Linked DNA regions of Bombyx mori: region 1 is linked to region 2. The links are chromatin contacts, called in public Hi-C maps. All regions are on one chromosome and are shown on one strand. The core of a region is the stretch at or near the end of the contact, and the rest is flanking DNA. Distances in the headings are between cores, read along the strand shown.

What was found. A called contact is a pair of places that touch in the nucleus more often than the background predicts.
Region 1: a contact with region 2 is called in a Hi-C map of midgut, with 1.9 times the contacts expected there. The contact joins the promoter of LOC101741121 here to the enhancer-like site in region 2. A contact is called at or near these places in 3 of 7 Hi-C or Micro-C datasets (midgut and whole pupa).

The regions. Positions count from the first base shown.
Region 1 is chr4:12,028,511-12,033,363 of ASM3026992v2, reverse strand. LOC101741121 reads left to right here and starts at 2,595. Exons shown (of 13, transcript XM_062668263.1): 1 at 2,595-3,284.
Region 2 is chr4:11,965,945-11,971,252 of ASM3026992v2, reverse strand. The region is part of intron 2 of LOC101741121; the gene reads left to right. Among protein-coding and RNA genes, the nearest start is that of LOC119631218, 17 kb to the left of the region's middle. Within about 2 kb of position 2,247, at least 8 of the 8 cell types and tissues checked have open chromatin away from gene starts, as enhancers often do.

The DNA.
Region 1 (4,853 bases), core at 1,346-3,845, 62 kb before region 2:
AGTGTTTGTTTGTGGTAGCGAATAGTAGTTTAATACGTAAATATCGATTCCCGATATCGGTTCTATATTTAGGGGCGGGCGGCGTCTGAACCTCGTCTGAACAGGAAATGGCCCGCAGATGAGTTGTGCCGTTGGCTTTGGTGTTTCAGTAATAACTTTTTATGCATTGCTTTACAGATGTAACTGTACCCTTCTTTGTTATTTATTTCATTAAATTAAATACAGAAAATATTATGAAGGCAATGTACCAAACGAATTCGCTTTCACAATTAAAAAAAACATAGCCCCATGAGTTTGTTATACTACGATATCTTTATTTTTGTACTGCCAAAAGAGGAAAACGAGATCATCCACCTGGTGTACAGTGATTACTGAAGCCCATAGACGTCACAACGTGAAGCCCAGTTTGAGTTATGAGATCGAAGTTTGAAATCTGTTTTATAAGATATGACTTCTTCACGGCAGAAATAGACAGTATGGAGGTTACTGCCCGTAAGAGCTTGCAATATATATCACCATAAATCTTTCACCCCAATTAATCTTTAATATTCCGAAATCGATTTTAATCACACGATTTTATTCTTATCTTATCTTATTTTACCTTGGAATTAGATCGAGAGAAAGTGTTGTTGTAGGTAGGTACAAATTTAGAAGCCCACAGAATATTATTATGTATAATATAATACGTAAAATGTAGTCACATCGTTGATACGACTACACTAGTCGCCTTATTCACGACAACTATTTTTAATTGTCATCCGGATTAGTTAAGCAAAACTTAATTTTGATAAAAACTGTTAGAATTCGACTAAAATCGACATTGAATATTTATTTATTTAAACACTAGTGAAGTGACTAAATGGGTACACAGTTCCTGTTTCTTTAATTGAATGTTTTCAAAGTCTATAAACACAATGTACATATTTTAGTAAAAACACTAAAATGACTCTTTCTCCGTTGACAAAATTTACTTTAAATTTTTAAAAATATATTATTATATTGTTTGTGAAAGTATAGCATAAAACTGACTTGACTCTGAGCGTGGTCATTGTTTTGTTTCGTGTCCATTAAGGTAGACGTCAGGTATTATTTCAATAAACAATATAGAATTGGGCGTTCGAGCGAGATGAGTGGCCATGACGGCTTTCTCGGAAGAGTCATTCACTGGGTTACTATAAGATTTTATTTTCCCCACTTTTTTGCCGACGGTCGCTAACTAAATTCTTTGGTTAAAAGTTAACAATAAAAATATGTTAGTAGACGTTTTAACTTTTGGTTCGTTTTTAGAGATCGTTATAGAAGTTGTTCTATGCGTGTCCTAACGACAATATTTAAGTAAATTTTATTTCGTAAATTGTCATACAATGGTGCCTAGCCTATAAATAAAAACAAAAATATACATGGTTCTGTACCTATCTATTTAATCGAATTTCACAATCAATTACGATCCTCTCAATTACGTAGAAGCTTTGATATGATAAAGCTTTTACGTAATTTTAAGTTTAAATTACAATACAGAATCGTAAAAGAGTGTCATACTTTCGTCTAATATTTCAACAATCAGGAGGAAAATCTGAAAAAGAGAACATACAATAAAATTAAAGAAAGATTCAATTAAAATTGATTTGCAAAACATATGTCCGGTTGTTTTTTAGATATTAATAGGTTATTAATTTTTTTAACTTAACTATCTCCTTTTCTGACTGTGGAATCTTTGTGGGTTGTACGACAGGTGCTTGCAGGGTGTTCTATTGTTCCGCTTTATAATAAATTGGAAAGCAGTTTCTCTTAACATTTTGGAAGGAGTTCCTTCGAGATAAATGAACTGAGAAGTGACGCTGACACGGACGCAGGTTGCACCCTCGGGTTGCGTCGGCTCGGCGATAAAGACTCAATCACCTGCCCCTGACAGCACCAAGTGACTCCTTTGCGCCCTATTATATATATCTAAGAATTTGACTGACAAATAATATTTATCATCCAATATAGCAACACGAGTGGGCTGAAGAAATAAGATAAGGGGCAATATTCGAATTGTTATTTTTGCTTCAAAAATTTTATTTTTTCAACGCCTTTGTAGGTTTAAGGGAAAAAAAAACATTTATTATATACAATCCTGAATAATTCATAATAATATAACATATCAGATTATTTAGAAGAATAATTAAAATAGCTTTTATGTAACTTTTCGCAGGATATTCTTTGAGCTCTGTTTACGTTTACAACTTATCACGAGTTTACTATTTTCATTTTATATTTTACAATTATTAATCATCAGTATTGAAATTCGATGGCGTCTTATTTTCTGACCATCGTTCCCTATTATTATCGAGATTTACCTGGCATTTGAAACCGGTTTATACCTATTTAGTAAGGGGTGCTATGTGACCACTTGTACTGTTAGGGATAGTTTCGTAACTTCAAATGCACATTAGGGATTTTTTTTATTTACTAATGTTTTAACCACTTTATACATGTATGTAATGAATTAAATGTGGCATTATAGTCCAATGCTCATGATGAAGGTCAGGAAATAGGGATTTTTTGTGCTTTAACATTACATTTTTGGATATTTAATCATAGACATCGGCGTTTTATGTTAGTACAATATTGTTGTTTTTATCAGGTAAAAATAAGGATATTGTTGTGAGACAGCCTCGTGGTGGCGCGCGCAGTTGGCTGGCGGCAAGTCGGAGGAGGCGCGCGGGGCCTCGTCCTCGCCGTAATCGCCATTCGGCTCGCGGCGCCCTCGCGGTACGCTCAGTTAGATTCTGACTGCGGGGGCACGACTATCGCTCCCCAGCTCACTTACTACGATTGGCTCGCTAACATTTTTTTTGTTAATATTCATTTCTTGCTCACGGACCGGCTTTACAGACAGACAGTCGGAAAACATTTTCGAACTGATGAGCATTCGATTCTTGTTCACTGTTATTTTATATACCGGTTTCGAACTTGACCTGTGATTTGTTTGGCCGGACTGTCAGTGCGCGTGTTGTGCTTTATCGATAACATAACCTGTACGATTTCAAGGGCACGAAACTCGTAAGTTTGTATTGCGCATGTAGTGTTGTTAATTTAAAAGGACAGATTTAACTAACTCATTAATAATTATTATTAGTGGGCGTATTCGAAAGTTTAAATCGATCGGGTGACGTGTGTGCGTGGGATTCCGTTTACGTAATCTTTGTTTACCTTGGGAATATGCACCGTGGTAACTTCTCGTTGTCATATTATTATTTACCCTAAATATTCCCAAACACCGAATGGAAGTTACAACATAGGTAAGCCTGCTTACTTACTTAAATCTTTTGTAGAAAGCATGATCTAGGTTTTTTTCAATTAAAACTTTGTTAGAAATTTGTACCTACTAATTACTTAAATATGCCTTAACTTAAAAATCATGTAGATTAGCAATGTTAGAGTAGTAATATTTCATTAATATGTGTATATATAAACTCAAATACACTGTACATTATAGTGATTACAAAGTTACAAACTTGAGGAATTTGCTATTTTTGTTTATAATATTTTTTATCAGCGTAGTCTAAACAAACTACACAGCTTACAACATCACTGTGTATTTTTTTGACCTTACATACTTAATGGTGCCTGAGTATATTTTTAAATATATTCGCATTTGGTATTATATTTTAACATGTGTACGTGAAAATTCACTCACATTTTATAATTTTCGATAAATCTTATCTCTTAATTTTTAACTGATTTGAATGAAGTAAAGATACGGTTTATCCTTCAATAAACCATTCAATTCTAAAATATTACAATTGGTTCAGCCATTGTGGAGAGGAGAGTTTACAAACGTACATCCAAAGTCTTTAAAAATAAAATATGCATTAATATTGCTGCTACCCGTGACAACAAAATGTTAAAATCTAATGTCGAAAAGGTTTCTCATGGAAAAGTTAACTACTTATTGATCAAACGCTAGCTAGCATTGATCGTTTAGGGTAGTATTGCTTACGATCTATTTTCGTTCATAAGCAATAACCATATTGTTATCTCCAGTAGATACTTGCATACCTACATTATCTACCTACTTCGGTAAAGCGTAGACCAAACTCGCCCATGAATAACATAAATAAGAATTGTTTAACTTAACTGCATTTTTTTAAATCATGAATTAATATTATTATTAAATAAAATAATATGATTGTTACGTCTTCTACCTGTCCGATCCGTTATTTAAGTACTATAAAAAAATTGCGATGAGAAGTAATGGTGTGTAGGAGTGTAATATACACAAATATTGAATGTCTTGTATTCATAATAACTACGTATAAAGCTACGACGTCGGATCGGTAACCCAAATTACATATTTGATACCTTCAAATCGTATTTCTATCCTATCATCGATCTTGGATATTTTTTCTAGAAGCCTAGAAAGATCAAGAATCTTCGTAAAAGACAAAAAACAACGAATTATGTAAAAATATCCAAAAAACCGGATTAATTGAGTAGTAAATAAATAAATAGATAAATAAACCAAAAAGTAGATAAAAAGAAGAAATTAGAAGCATAAAGTCTGATGGCATAAGCGCTGATGCATTGGTTTATATGTATCTCCATTGCCATTTGCTAAAGATAAAGATTATGATTGAACTAGTCGATTAAAATCTAAAGGCAGATAAAGTCTTCTGTTGGAATAACGAAGATCAAGGATTTCTTTGGCTTACTATTAAATATTATCATCATATAAAAGCATGGAGGTATTATGCAACATCAGCAATAAGTTTCGCATTGTTTTAAAATGCATTATTCATAATTCAAATCACAGGAAGCAAGAATTACTTTCGGTTAATTCTGCGGATTTTGTGGGACTGTGGGGTGGT
Region 2 (5,308 bases), core at 998-3,497:
GTTATACGGTTGGTTTTCTGATATCAATTTATAATATGATCTTAAAGTAATAAAAAGAACATGAAAATAAAAATATCAAAAAAACTTTCCTTCATGCTTTTACCAGGCTTAGGACTGGCTACATTATTTTCAGTTTTTAGTATTTTGTGTCTTAATTTAAAATTACAAAATATACCAAAAGAGTGTAGATTTCAAAAGTTTAATACAAACACAAGAAATAAACTCAATTATTTGGATTCAACTAAAAATAGAAAAATGTGTACTTTAAAAATCAAACACAAAAAACTTTTAAGTATTTATAAACACTTGTCCAAAAATTCTAGTTCAAGGTCAAAGCGCGTGAAATTAAATTCAACGATGCAAATAGGCTATACTGCATTCAAGTTAGGGTCGAAAGTTGAAACTTCTTTCCTTAATTGTATCCTGCTGATACGCTAAGAATAATCTAGAGACATATGGACTTAAATATAAGGTTTACAATTGTATGGATAATGCCTGTTTCTGTTTCATTCATCACATGATATCCCTATCGTGCGCTCACTCACTCTGGCCGATTCGATACGAACTAAACGAATATCGCTGATATTCACGAATCGGTACGATATGCCGATGCGCATCACATCGAGCAATATCGTGTATCGGCTGATATCGAAATATAGATTTCGATTCACGAATCGGTACGATATGGCGATGCGCATCACATCGAGCAATATCGTGTATCGGCTGATATCGATATATAGATTTCGTGCGGGGCGATATCGGATTCAACGATATTGGTGCGATATATAGATATTGAATCTATATACGATTTATATCACCCACTCCTACAGCGGTGTGTTGTTTCCAATATGAATACATGAGAATGTTAGCCAACAAAACCATCGATATTCGGGTAGTTTGCCCCCAGCTAAAACGATATTTGTGTCATGTTTGTATGGTTTTACGACCTACTTTTTCATATGTTAATAAAATTGCTATGTGAAAGATAGAATTAATGCTTCGAGTATTATTATTATTCAGCCCAATGTAGTCGGATAGTTTCTGATTGTTATTGTTTGCACATGAAGTCATCACATAAGTTATCCTTTACCGAATTTTACTACTCATTTTCAAACTTAATCAATCGATTGTTTCATTATTTGGAAGGCTTTTTTATTATAATAAGTACTAAGTACATAGAAAATATAATATATCATTTTTTTGCTCTATGGCAATTCAAAAGTAATCGAAATAAAAATCTTTTGCCCGCTGAGTTTGGTTCGCTAGTTCTTCATAGGAAACTTTTTTAGAAACGAAAATGTTTACTTCATTATACTACCATTTAGTAGTTTTCACCGGTTATACCACCATTCTGCCGTGTAGCAAACCTTCGGTCTTGTTTGTAGGGTGCCACAGCGGTTAAACAATAAAATAGGCCTTCGAATTCATGATTCTAGATTGGCGATGACATATAATTTAAATAGTTTAAATTTTATAATTTAAAAATATGTAGTTCTGTACTCTCTGACTCTTTACCAGATGAGCTTTGAGCTCGTCGGGACACATACTGCAAGAAAAAATCAGACTGGATACAATTATAATGATTCCGTTCTTACCAAGTGACTACAGAATCCTCAAGGATTATTACGACTGTAACAAAAATAAAAGTCCATTTGCAAAATATTGTTCGTTATGATAACCTTCTCAACTGGACCAACCACGGCTTGCTCGTTTTCAATTCCATTCACTTTTATACCCTGACACGAATTTTGATGAAGCCGGTGCAAAGTTCCTTAGTCAACATTGAAAGTTTCTGATATTCTCCCATTCATGTTCTTATATAGCAACGACTCGAGAGTTGCCTTTTTTAGGAAAATGTAAAACAATTTAAATACACCTACCTACCTGGTATGTAGTGTTGTCAAGGAAAATCAACTGGCTACATAAGCCGCAATGTACTCAAAACACTATCTGATCTAAATAATAGCTTTCGAATTTGTCGTAAACAAAAGTAACGTCACCGTTTCAAAGGGTGACAACAGAAATCGATAACATAGTTAGAAATACTGCTACTATAGAGATAATAGAGCATCAGTCGTCACTGTCAGACAATGCAGCACGAGAAGACTCGGTTTGCAAACATAATAAAAGTAAGTCAAGTTCATAATAGTGACATTCAATGTCACTACGGTGCGTTGGCGGACAGTGACGGTACTGGCGGTAGCGTAACAAGTGAGAGCCGGTAGGGGCGCTGCTTTCCCAGGCCGGAGCACTGGGGGATATTGTGACGCGCGACAGCTGCGTCCGGGACGACTGACGTCACTCTTGTCCATAATGTCGTACTCGTTCAGAACTTCTATAACGACGCTTTATGAAACACAAACTTGTATCCGAGAAACGTTTTAAACGGCATTATGCTAATCGATTTCTATTGTCACTTATATAAACTCGAAAAAAAAAACTCGTTTTGCTTATTTTAGAAACTTATGAAAAAGAGAAAGAGAGTATTCTTTATTAAAAAATAAACAATGCGAAACATTCAGAACAAAAAAAAAGAAGTACAATTTGCGGCTAATCAATCGCTAAGAGCGATCTCTTCCACACAACCATCAGATGGACAAGAATTATTTGGAAACGGAATTTGGATTTATGGAATATTTATGAAAAATAAATAATTAAGTGATAATTTTAAAAAAAGGTAAATAATGATAACTGGAATCGGGAATGTTTTTTAGACGCTAAAGACGAGTGAACAACGTAGACCCAACAAATCTGTCCTCTCTAATCATCGATCTATTACCACGTGGTCTCGGTCTCTAATCCTAAATAGCAATCACGACCACTCTGTAAAGAGTAAAACCACTAAGCGAAGAATAACAAAAGCTTTATATCTGTTCGATGATCGATTGAAGTAAGAAACGTAAGATCTTAGGATACTCCATATGTTGGAGTGTGGTTGAGGATTTGCATAGGATGTTCACGTAGCATCTGTGTTGTGGAAAAGTATGATATGTAACCTTAAGTGCGATTTTAGTCAGTAGGACAATTCCGTCATTCTGACTCTCAGCGGCTTGGCGGTGCCCCTGGCACGGTGGATGTCCATGTGCGACAGGAACCACTCACCATTAGGTGGGCCATGCTCGTCTGACTACAAGAGCCGTTTGCCTTTAAAAAATCCACTTCAGAAACTACGTGTCACATCCCGATACTGGTCATTGCGTTGTTCTTGGTTAAGTAAGGTAGTAAGTATCCTTATCGGATTTCTCACGCATGAAAAGGTACCATTTGCGAGAAAAGGGATTGTGTTCTGTTTTTGGATTAAGGGGTTAATAAACTCACTGTCCTCCTGGTGTTACCGGATTTCGTAGACGTCACAATGGTAAAGTAGCACCCGCCTTAAGATCCGAGATAGTAGTCTCAACCAGAACGTAAGACTTTGTCCGGCGAGAAATACGCAGGATGGTTGTAAGTACTATGGCGATCATAATCCTGGTTGAATCAAGTTTGTTTTGTCATAACGCGCGCTTTAGTTAAAAAATCCAGTATGAATGCTGAACATCCAAACACTGTAAAAAAACTGAATGTTCAACACAAATAAATGCCTTTTTTTTATTGCTTAGATGTGTGGACGAGCTCACAGCCCACCTGGTGTTAAGTGGTTACTGGAGCCCATAGACATCTACAACGTAAATGCGCCACACACCTTGAGATATAGTTCTAAGGTCTCAGTATAGTCACAACGGCTGCCCCACCCTTCGAACCGAAACGCATTACTGCTTCACGGCCGAAATAGGCGGGGCGGTGGCACCTACCCGTGCGGACTCACAAGAGGTCCTACCACCAGTAGAATGTCTTATGTCTTAAATGTGTTACAAATGTGTGTGTAAAAATGTCTTAATGTGTTACAAAAGTTTACTGTTCTATTATAAATTATTCAACAGACGCGGTTTTAATTAAATATTTTGAATATTACCATCGCCATTGCTGTTTTAAAACCGTAGAATGTATCTCAGATAAGTTGAATGGCTCTCGACCACTTCCTGTCTTCGCGTTACTGACAAAGCGGGATTACAATCGCCCCGTTAGTGGCGTTGAGGAGGCTCAATGCTCCAAGTTGATTCGCAACAACCTCGAGGGTTCTGGAAATATCAATGCACACTTCACGTACCCTTCCTCTCATTTTTAACTCCAAGTTGAATAAAGTTTCAGAGTTATAACTCTTACAAATTCGTTCTCTCTAACCGAATTCGATTCACGACATTTGTTACCAGTGCAATAAAATAATAAGTTTATAACTAACATTAAAAGGGATAGTAAATTTTCATGTAAATTTTTGCTAGATTGTGTACGGAACTTGGACAAGGAAGCTGGCAGATCGCCAGTCGGAAACCAATCCTGGCGCAGAGTCAGGCCATTTTGATACCACTCGCTTTATCACCGAATCTTCTGTTGTGTAACTTACATTACCTCCTCATAGAGCCTATTCAAGACATATAACTTAACCATTTAATAAACATCACACTTCATTTAACTTGAAATAAATCTTATTATTTATACATATATATTTTATAAAAAAAATATGCGTGGTGTCGTGGGACACCGGATAGGAACGAAGTTCCTTATTATAAAAATATTAATTTTAAGTTCTATTCGAGGTATAAAGAAAATAATTATTCGGGTATGCATTTTTTATTATGATTTTTTATTGATAAAAATAAAAAATAAAAAAAAAAATTTTCTACGTTATTACAAAGTTAAGTCGTACACTGTGTGCATTACTAATAAAAATCTTACGTTACGGACGTTTTTCCCGGTTAGGTTATCCTTCCTCATCATCGCATAAGGAACTTCGTTCCAAAAATAACATTATTAATAAAAATAATAAATGAAGAATAAAATTGTATAATAACACTATTTACTATTGACATTGACTTAAATAAAGAAATATAAATATATTCATCGTCTAAATTCCTTTTTATCTAATATTTGGACATTGTCTAGAGCTTACTTTTTCTTTTCAATATTGATATCCTTTGTGTACTTGAAACATTATTTACGCCGACGTCAAAGCATACATATAATCGAACGGCAGTACGAATTTATGAGACTCGCAACTGTTTTTAAAATCATTATTATACCATTTACAATATAACTCACTATTTTTTATGAACTATACAATTTTAAAAGAAGAGTTAAAAATACGATTTAAAAACAAAAGTAGATCTCTGTTGGCTGTGTCCATGACACAAGCCCCCAGTATTTACGGCTTCACAGTGTGATACGTCCTAGCGATACGTATACCCTGTAAAGAATGACCGCTTTCTACGCC